2 separate regions of the Mus musculus genome follow, and region 2 is linked to region 1. A link is a contact called in public HiChIP or PLAC-seq data. All regions are on one chromosome and are shown on one strand. The core of a region is the stretch at or near the end of the contact, and the rest is flanking DNA. Distances in the headings are between cores, read along the strand shown.

Region 1 (5,306 bases), core at 921-3,420:
TCCAGCTTCAGCACTCCTCTTTGCTGGCACAGGCGGTACCTCTCAGCCATGGACTGAAGCATCCGATTAGCCCAAACCTTGTTGTTTTGAGAGTCATAAATGAAGACCTTGATAAGTTCTTTGGGAGATTCCAGGTTCTTCAGCTCAAACATGGCCTGGCTCACCTGCTCGATGCGAGACATTTGAGATCCCTGTGGGCCAAACAGAGATTTCAGCACCAGCGACTGGACCTGGAATACTTCTGGATCTTTCAGGTCTTCAGGAACTTTCACCCACTGGGGATGTCTTTATGGGTTATGAGGGCTCCCATCATAATTCCTGCCAAGAAACCAGACTTCAAGGAAGACTAGGTCAAGCTTATCCACGATATTAAGCCCACTTCTCTGTCTCTGTCTCTCTGTCTCTCTGTTTTCTGTTTTTAAAAAGGGTCTCACTATATAACCCAGGGCGGCCTCCAACACACAGGTGTCTTCCGGCTCCACCTTGTCAATTGTCACCTGGTTGTGCGCATGCACCACCACACCCAGTCATTGCTCCTATCCTCTTCCTTCTTCTTTTGGTCCTCCATTTGTTCTTTTTTTGAAAATAAAATAAAATTTATTTTACTTTTAATTATGTATATATCTGTGTCTGGGTATGTTCTGTGGGTACCCAAGGACTACTGAAGGTGTCTGAGCCCAACACTCTGGAGTTATAGTTGGTTGTAAACTGTCTGATGTCAGTGCTGGGATCTGAACTTAGGTCCTTTGCAGGAGCAGCAAGTGCTTTGAAAAGCCAAGCCATCTCCTTATTCCTCTTTTTTTTGAGGTAATAGATGAGCCTCCCGCATCCCTTCTTCCAGTTATGCTGCCGGGTGTTCTCTTGCTAAGGCACAGCCAGTTTCCTTCCGCTGAGGCTCAGGTCTATATAGCCTGAGCTAACCCTGGAACTCATTACGTAGCTCAGGTTGGCCTCACATTTTTTCAGTGATCCTTCAGCCTTTGCCTCCTGAGTGCTGGGATTTCAGGTGTGAGCCACAGCCTCCTGCCTTCTTCCTTTCCCAGATTCACTGAAACACAAAGACAGACAATTGAGTAGCTTTGCTTGCATCAGCCTGATTTTTCAGGGTGCTGGGGATCAGCTGCTCCTCACAAAAGCCTTCTGAGTGCCAAGCACATATTCTTCTGATAAGCACCACCCTCAGCTCACTGATGTCTTTTTGAAGGTACACATCTGCCTTGATAGCTGGGACCAAGAGACTCAACAGCTCAGCAGTTACTTTTGTTCTTCATGGTGAGAATGCCACAGAAGATTTTGAGGAGCCTTGGTGGAGTTGCTATGTGTTATCAGAGAAGCTGAGGACTTCGCTCTGGGTTTTTGGCCTTGCTACTACTGAAAAAAAAAATTAAGAATTGGCTGAAAAGAAATCTTGAGGGTGCTCTTATTAGAGTTTAAAAGAAAAACCAGGCTGGAGAGATGACTCAGTGATTAAGATCACAGACTGCTTTTCCAGAGATCCTGAGTTCAATTCCCAGCCTGGTCTATTGAATGAGTTCCATAATAGCTAGAGCTACACAGAGAAACCCTGTCTTGAAAAACCAAAGGAGAGCTCTGGAAGAGATGGCACAGCACTTAAGAGCACTGACTTCTTTTCCAGAGGTCCTGAGTTCAATTCCCAGCAACTACATGGAGGCTCAAAACCATCTATAATGGGATCTGATGCTCTCTTCAGTTGGGTCTGAAGACATACAGCAACAGATAACTTATATACAGAAAACCAAAGGAGAGGGTTTTCTTCAGTGTTCTTGTTACCGGAGCAATATAGAGTCATCTTTTGTGCTATCTTATGTAAATGAGTACACTATAGTTGTCTTCAGACACACCAGAAGAGGGCATCAGATCTCATTACAGGTGGTTGTGAGCCACCATGTGGTTGCTGGGAATTGAACTCAGGACCTCTGGAAGAGAAGTCAGTGCTCTTAAGTGCTGTGCCATCTCTTCCAGACCTCTCCTTTGGTTTTTCAAGACAGGGTTTCTCTGTGTAGCTCTAGCTATTATGGAACTCATTCAATAGACCAGGCTGGCCTTAAACCCAGAGATCACCCTGCCTCTGCCTCAGGATCAAAGCACTGGGATCAAAGATATGCTCCATCACTGCCCATTTCCTAACACATTTCAGTTTACAATCCAGTGTTGGATTCCATGACAACAGTTCAAGATTGTCATTGTGGCGTGTCAAGTTCAAGACCAGCATGGACTAAACACACCCCTGTCTCAAAAATAAGAAGAGAGGAGAGAGGAAGAGAAAAAGGATGAGGAGGAGGAGGAGGAAGAGGAGGACGAGGAGGACGAGGACGAGGAGGAAAGAGAAGAAAGGAAATCCAGAATGTGGTAGTTTGAGATGGGTCAGTTTAACAGAAAGGCAGACTGTACACATTTAACCCTCTTTTGTAGTTTGAATAAGAATGGTTTGCATAAGTGCATAGACTTGAATGCTTGGTCACCAGGGAGTGGCACTATTATTTGAAAGGATTAGGGGTAGTGATCTTTTTGGAGGAAGTGTTTTGGCTTTGAGGTTTCAGAAGCTCATGCCAACTTCAGAGTCTTTTTCTCCCCTACTGTTTGTGGATCCAGACGTAGAACACTAAGCTCCTTCTCCTGTGTGCTGCCATGCTCCTCGCCAAGCTAATGATGAACTAAACCTCTTATAGTATAGGCAGGCCGTAATGAAATGCTCTCCTTTATAAGATGTGCTTCCTCGGTCATGGTCTCTTCACAGCAGTAGAACATCGACACCTACTGAATAGCAGAGGGTGTTACATTTTTCAAATTATATTGATGGTTACTGCTTTGTAGCCCACAGATCCTCAATAAAAATTTACACTGAGAGCTGGGTACAGCGGTTCCTCCCTGTCATCCCAGCACTCGGGAGGTTGGGGGAGAAGGACCAAGAGTTCAAGATCAATCTTAGCTGTGTGCACATTGCCTTAAACAAAACAAAAATTAAAAACAAAAACAACTTCTCTTTTGAGACTATGTAGCTTCGGCTTAGGACTCACTATGCAGATTGGGTAGATCTGTAACTCAGAGATCTCTGCCTGCCTCTTGAGTGCTTTGCAGAATTCTTTAATTGGCAGAGAAACAAAGTACATTATGACTCCGATATGGTAATAAGTGGAAAGGCACAGGGTGCCCAGGTCCATGTCCTGCAGGGGATGGGTGGGGAGGAGAAAAACATCTTGACGGGTGTACATACATAGGAAAACCCAGCCTGTTCAGGATTTGCTACCATTTGAAGCCTCTCCTTCAGGGTCTTAGAACACATGGTCAGTGGGCACTGTTGTTACCAGTGATGGCCTGGATAGGAGTACAACAATGAGAGCTTGCTGGTTTGAAACAAACAGATGTAAGTGCGGTGATCCCAGAACAGGGTGGGTGGAGATGGGAGAATGAGGAGTGGAAAGCCAGCCTTGGGTACATAGTAATCTCAAGGTCAGACCCTGTCTCTAAAATATCAAAACCAGCTGACTAGACAAAAACATCACTCAAAGAAGTAAGCGGATGTGTATCAGTTGGTAGAGTGTTTTCCAGGTAGAGTGCAGATGTTGAGCCCTAGGTTCAATTGAAGCCCTAACACTGTTGAATGCTTAGCTGTGAATGGGATCATAACCCCTCCAACCCCAAAGACTCAGAGAACATGGAGGAAGAGTCAGATGGTTAGGAGGAGTGCTATGAAGCACTGATGTGTGGACATGACATGGCATTGACCCATGACCTCACGGCAGCTGTGGCGAGCCACAGAAGCTCAAATCAGTCAACACTTCATCATGGATGAACTGGGGCACTAGAGCCCTCTTGTGAGGCTGAGCAGTTATCAGCAGTCAGTAGCTGCTGGAGAAGAAGGCATCCTTTTCTTTAGGACTGTAGCTGGGAGATGAACCAACTCCATCTTAGAGAACCTAAGGTTGAACTTGGGTTAACCACCAGGCCTGCAGCTAGCACTGGTCCCCAGCTCACCCCAACAACCACCAATCAAGAGGACAGCAGAAGTTACAGTTGCACCTAAAGATATTTACTTAGGAAAGCTTATGGTTTGGCTCCCAGCATCAACCAATCATTTTAAAGGGCAACAAATTCTATAATAGCCCTCCAATCAGTTGTGTGCCAAACTGGATACCCCCCCCCCCCTTGCTTCCTTGGTTGACTCTATAAATGCTTACTTGAAACTTAGCTGGGGGCTTTACCCTCCCATCCTCCTGCATCAGTGATGATGGTGTGGTCCAAGCTCGAGTAGAATAAATGTAGTCTCCCCTCCCCCAGCCTGAAACCTGCTTGCTCAGGGGTGGAGCTTGCCGCTCAGCTCAATCGTTCTGCCACGCCCACTGCTGGAGCTTGCTGCTTTGCTTTTCCGAAGCCATCCGGTGTTCACTTGCAACATTACTCCAACATTATTTGGCGGGAATCGGGCCCCTCCCCCTCCTTCATAACGGAGCGTCGGAATAGTAAAATTGAACCTTGAGCAGAGCCTTGACTTGGTTCCGTCCTTATCTCGCGCAGCCTAGCCCCTCTTCTCTTCCAGGTTTCCAAAATGCCTTTCCAGGCTAGAACCCAGACATGTGAGCTGCTGGCCGGACACAACAAATAAAGACCCTAGTTTGATTGCATTGGAATTGACTGCCTGGTGGTTTTTTAGGGCTTGCAAAATGGGCACAATATAGCCATCAAGTTGTCCATGATCCAGGAAATAAAACCCACACCCATGCAAGAAACCCTAAGTAAACTCAGTGGGTTATATAGAAAGGCAGGAAAGTAGGAAGGGATATGTTGGGAAATAGAGCAGTATGTGAGTATGATCAAATGTGTGGTGTGTATGTGCATGCGTGTGCATGTGTATGAGTGTGCGCGAGTGTGTGCACACATATGTGTGTGTGTGCACGTGCGTGTGGTGTGTGCATGTGTATGTGTGAATATGTGTGAGTGTGTGCATGCATGTGGGTTGTGTATGTGTGCGAGTGTGTAATGATTGGAAGGCTTGGGTAGGTGGGCTGGGTGACTGAGGCAGGACAAATTTGGCTGTGGAGTAAAAGTCTCTGTCTCAACAAAAATGGTTTCCCTCTTCATTTGAAAGGCCGATTTCTACTTACAAGGAAGGGGGTCCTTAAAGGCCAGATATTTTGCAAGTGTGGCATGTTCTCACAACACAGTGAGCTCTTTGCTGGTGTGTTTTAGCCAATATTAGCTAATAGAATTTTTGAATTTGCCTAGGCAATATAGAATAGTCTAAAACTTAGGATGAAGGGATGTCCAATGTTTCTCTGAGTTTAGGC
Region 2 (5,306 bases), core at 1,504-4,003, 550 kb before region 1:
CTCCTCTACATTTTACTGAATGAGCCAAGCTCATGACCAGGGTGGACCACAATAGTTGACCCAGTATCCTGATGAGGTAAGGTTTGTTTCCAGTATTCTGACCCCCTATTTCAGATGATGTGGGGTTTGTTCAGGGTGGTATGGCCACAGACTGTTATCCCTGTTTCAAACACGATCATGGGACCAGTAAAGTCCCTTGTTTAAGGTCTTACGATGATTGTATTAACTTTTAGTTTCCAGCATGAAGAATGAGAAGTTTGTAAAAGTTGTTTAAGGTCAGTAGGATTTTACTAAAGGGTGGATATTGTATTTCGTGGTAGTTAATTACATAAATTAAAGTGAAATTATCATAAAGGGATATGAGAATGTACTGTTAAAAACAGTATAACCTCAACATCTGATGCCCATGCTAAGCACCTGAAACTACCAGCTTAATACAAGTCACTGGGTGAGGTATGTGAGTTTCTCATCACTGCGGTAAACACTGAAAGAGGCTCCATGTTCATCTCAGAGGTTTCAGCCCAGGGTTGGTTTAGCTGGTTTAGGGTTGCTTAGTTCTCTGGCAGAGTGGAAAGAGCAGGGTGGACAGACACACTGTAGAAAAGCTGCTCATCTTGGGAGAGCCAGGGCAGAGCAGTGAGAAAGGATCAAGCACAGGCTGTACTCTTCAAAGGCATTCTCCAGGGACTCACTTCCTAAAGCTGCTCCCCTCCCAACCCTAACAACCATTCAGCTTTGAATGCTTTGCTTCTTCCATTGATGTCTTTAGTGCTCTCACAGAGCTGCCACTAAAGTGCTACCAGCATCAAACCAAACCTTCAACACAGGATCTTCCTGTCAGGGGGACTTTTCTTATCCAAACGGTATTGGCTGGTGTCTTGTTGCTATGACAACACGTGGCAGAGGTGACATAAGAAATGAGAGGTTTACTTTGGCACACAACTTCACCACTCAGAAGACATTGAGCTGGCACAGCTCAACGTGGAAGTGGGAGCTTGTGGCATAATTGTATCTTGATGGCCATGACACAGGCAGTTCAAGCCAGGATTAGATACCCTATCACCTTTAAGGCCTGCCCCTTTGTGGGCCACCAATGTCATATAGACACTACTTCCCAAAGATTCTACAAACTCATAAAACAGGACCACCAGCAAGAACCATAACCTCATCCCACTGACCTCAATCTCATTGTGAAGAATGCATTTATTCCGTCCCCAGGTGTTCTCTGATGGCTAGTGTTGTCACATGACAGCTTCTAGCATCTCCTAGGCTGTAAATCTCCAGGCACACCTGTGAAGGATTAGCTTAGATTTAGATTAGGTAGGCCTCTGACCATGCCTTGGAGGATGTCCTGATTAAGTTAATTGGAGTTGAAAGACACAAACAGTGGATGGAGCCATTCCTTGAGCTTGGGCTCTGGACTGCATACAAAAGAGAAAACTAGCTGGGTGTGAGCCGCATCCCTCTCTGCCTGCTGGCTGTGAATGCAGTGTAAGCTGCTCACTCAGGTCCTGCTGCCAGGATTTCTCTACCATAAACAACATCTTCCCTAAACTGGGATCTAAGACAAAGCCTTTCTGCCTTAGGCTGGTTTTCCCACAGTAGTTTATCACAACAACAGGGAAAGGAACTCAAACAGTCCAACAGTTCTCAACACTGCCAAGTCCAAAGAAGGCCTCTCTGAGACCCAAGGCAAATTGTTATAGTCACAGGCTTCCAACGTGAAATGGACAGAGAAACAGCTTCAGGGAGGAGAGGAAGGAGCAGACTGAGACCCTGAGGACAAACACTAAATCGTATTGTTCAGTGTTGAACAGCAGGACTCATGTCATCATGATCAAGTTCCAGATACTTAGGCTACCCCATCCCTAAAGCCTTGTCAGGTGTAGCCCACATGGCCACTTGTCCTGGTCACTGCCTGTGGCTTTCCTTTCCTTTATTATTTCCTTGGGAGATATACATCGGAATAATAACCCGTAGGTTATTTCTTGCTATTTCTGCTGATGCTTCCACTTCTCTCCAGAGGTTTTCTAACCTTTCTGTGCCTTGTGGATCCCAGCCCTCCCTTGGAAATTTGGAAACCTCCTTAGCTCTTGCCTATGCGTGTGTGCAAGAGGAACACCGAGTTCTGTCACCAGCTTCAGTAGTAGCCAAGCCATGGTGCCACAGCCTCTGACTGTTAGATGCCTAAGTGCACCCAGAAAACACTTCTCTAAGCAGTCCTTCCCAAGACGATCACAACAGAGCACGTTGTTTTGGTTTTTGTTATTTGTTTTCTTTTTTTGTTTTTAAGCCTAGGTCTTATCATACAGCCCTGGCTGGCCTTGAACTCGAAGAAACCTGCCTGCCTCTGCCTCCCCAGTGCTGGGATTGAAGATGTGTGGCATCACACCTGACCCAGACTACCCCCATCCTCATCCTTTTATATTAAAGGGGGATTTGTTAGACTACCTTACAGAATGTAGTCTGAGTAGTCTAACAATGGCTGCCTGCACTGGAGAGGCAGACAATACAGTTGCTCAGCTCACTAGACTGGTGTCTCATCAGCCCTAATCTGGAGCTGAAGGCCTGGAGGATCCCTGGAGCACTGCTGATCTTCGGCCTATGTTGAAATCCTGAAGTCGTCAGTTCTAATAATATAGAGGAAGGAGTGCCTGAGCAAGAAGGCAGACAGACTTGCTAGGGAGAGTGAGAGCAAGCAGGCAGAAGACAAAGCTTCCTTCTTCCACTAAACCCTGAGCTTGTAGTGGGTGGGGTCCTGCTGGTGCCTAAGCCCAGAGGGCTTCCTTCCTATTGTGTTTGTAAGGTGTGGTCTTTGTACAGCCCTAAATCTCTGCGGCCCAGGCCCAGCTTTAAACTCGCATCCTCTAACCAGCGCAAGCTTTACGGAGCTTTCCATGCCATTTCTGAGACTGTGGTTTTCTTCATAACTCCAGCCAAAAGAAGCCAGTAATATTCTTGGTTGGGTCTGAATGCTGTGGTGCTTTGAAATTCCCTCAGTTCGTCACTTTCAAACCCAGCTTACAGTGTATCTGCATACGGACAACAAGTAGACAAATTCTTTGCCAGAGTTGCCAGAATGGCACCCAACTCCAGTTTCCAGGACAGCTCACTTCCATTTGAGACCTCACACTCAGAGCCCCAGCATCTGTAGTCCTGTAGTCCTGTATTCCTGTGTGCATTCGAGCTCACTCTGAGTAACTTAGTAACACTTGCCCACAACATTTTTTATATTTTTTTCTATCCAATTTCCAAGGCCTTTCCAAATTGCCCCCCATGAACCAGTTTGAGAATCTTCTGACCCACACAGTCACTGTCTAGTCTCAGTAACAACCCTCCTTCTGGCACCAATTTTCTGTGTTAGTTTTCCTTGAGAAAAGTTGCTTAAAAGAGGAGATCTTTATCTTGGCCCCTGATTTCATAGGCTTCAGTCCATGGCAGTTTAGACTCATGCCTGTTTGTGGCTGAAGTGAGGCAGAGCAGCTGAGGGCAGGGAGTGGTACAGCAGAGGGCTCATTTTATGACAGCCAGGACACAGAAAAACAGGGCACGTGACCAGAGACAAGGTATACCTTCCTTTCAAAGGCACAGCCCAATGACATACTTCCTTCAAGTGGGCCACATATTCTAATGAACTCATCAACCCACTGCTCTGTATCCTACCTACAGTACTAGGGACTATCTGGGGACAAAGCCTTCAACATGTGAGTCTTTTGAATGACAGATGTTTCATATCCTAAATACAATAATACTTAAGTAGTCTTTTTCTTCAAATAAGGGATTGATTGGCCAGATACTGTTCCTAACCTGGGATCACTGTTACCATGATGAATAGAAACAGGGATCAGCTACATAAAGGGAAATAAGTCAGTTACAAAAGTCAAATTTATAACAGAATGTGCTACAAGAGGCCAGTGTACGACTGTAAATGAAAGAAAATAAAACTTGAGGCCTGTGATTCATGTAATTCATGTCAAATAGCCCAAAGAGTTGTTTGTGAGCTTTGAAACCTGGGGCTGAGAACATAGAAGAACAGGCCAGGACATGCCCGGGCAGGCCCATAGTTAAGACATTCCTGAGGCTGCTTGGCCATAAAGATAAAGAGAATGACATGTCTGAACTGGCCTGGCGCCTCCCTATCTCCCGCCCTTCTGACCTAAGTTAAATGTTATCTGCATGTACAGTCTGTTGATGTTTAAATGGACCAATCATGTGAAACCTCGCCAATTCCTCCCTGCTGATGTTTAAATGAACCAATCATGTGAAACCGCGCCAATTCCTCCCCCAGCCCCAGCCCCTTTTCTATAAAAACTCCTAGCTTCCAAGCGTCGTGGTCGAATCCACTGTCTCCTGCGTGAGATATGTTTCGACCCGGAGCTCTGCCATTAAACTACCTCATGTTATTACATCAAGACGGTCTGTTTGTTCGTGATTCTTGGGTGCACGCCAAATCGAGAGTTGAGTGGGGGTTTCCCCACTAGGTTCTTTCATAACCATAGATGACTTGAAATGCTGTGCTTTAGTTCCTTTCTCATCTTAATAAACACTTCCCGCACATTAGAGCTACGGTTTTGTTGTGGAGGCAACTCAGCAAAACTACCATGCATTTCCTTTAACGTCTCCACAGCCTCAGGGTTGGAAGCAGTTGACTTCAACCTCTGGACAGCCTCAGGGTTGGAAGCAGTTGGCTTCAACCTCTGGACAGCCTCAGGTTTAGAAGCAGTTGACTTCAATCTCTGGACAGCCTCAGGGTTGGAAGCAGTTGACTTCAACCTCTGGACAGCCTCTGGGTTGGAAGCAGTTGATTTCAACCTCTGGACAGCCTCAGGGTTGGAAGCAGTTGACTTCAACCTCTGGACAGCCTCAGGGTTAGAAGCAGATGACTTCAACCTCTGGACAGCCTCAGGGTTAGAAGCAGATGACTTCAACCTCTGGACAGCCTCAGGGTTAGAAGCAGATGACTTCAACCTCTGGACAGCCTCAGGGTTGGAAGCAGTTGACTTTTCTTAGGAATATCTAAATCCCCAGCACCGTTACTCATGCAAATTAGGGACATTAAAATATAAACTTAGGGCTACTTGAGCACAAGTTCTGATGATCTGATGAACAGAATAGCTAAGTAGCTGATCAGTGGGTAGTGAGAACCACCTGGAAACACTGCACAAAAATGATTGACACAAGTTAGAGGGAGTGTAAAACAGCACAGAGTTACTACAAGCTAGTCGGAATGGATCCTATCAAAAACTTGCAGGCATTTTATTTCTGGGATTTTCCGTGTAGTATTTTCAAACTGTAGTTGATGTTGG

The links. HiChIP or PLAC-seq counts read pairs in DNA pulled down with a chosen protein or histone mark.
Region 2: a contact with region 1 is called in an H3K27ac HiChIP or PLAC-seq map of embryonic stem cells, with 2.7 times the contacts expected there. The contact joins two enhancer-like sites. A contact is called at or near these places in 7 of 39 promoter capture datasets (the 3T3-L1 cell line, hippocampal neurons, liver and 2 more), 1 of 15 datasets of contacts at CTCF or cohesin (embryonic stem cells), 1 of 484 Hi-C or Micro-C datasets (the G1E-ER4 cell line), 4 of 115 datasets of contacts at active chromatin or transcription factors (embryonic basal ganglia, embryonic midbrain, embryonic stem cells and 1 more) and 1 of 9 other capture datasets (adipose tissue).

The regions. Positions count from the first base shown.
Region 1 is chr1:13,057,000-13,062,305 of GRCm38.p6, reverse strand. It overlaps the pseudogene Gm5250. Among named protein-coding and RNA genes, the nearest start is that of Gm39592, 45 kb to the left of the region's middle. Within about 2 kb of position 2,170, at least 5 of the 459 cell types and tissues checked have an H3K27ac peak or open chromatin away from gene starts, as enhancers often do. A contact at or near this core is called in embryonic stem cells, where this site is marked.
Region 2 is chr1:13,604,253-13,609,558 of GRCm38.p6, reverse strand. No RefSeq gene overlaps it. Among named protein-coding and RNA genes, the nearest start is that of Tram1, 17 kb to the right of the region's middle. Within about 2 kb of position 2,753, at least 17 of the 459 cell types and tissues checked have an H3K27ac peak or open chromatin away from gene starts, as enhancers often do. A contact at or near this core is called in embryonic stem cells, where this site is marked.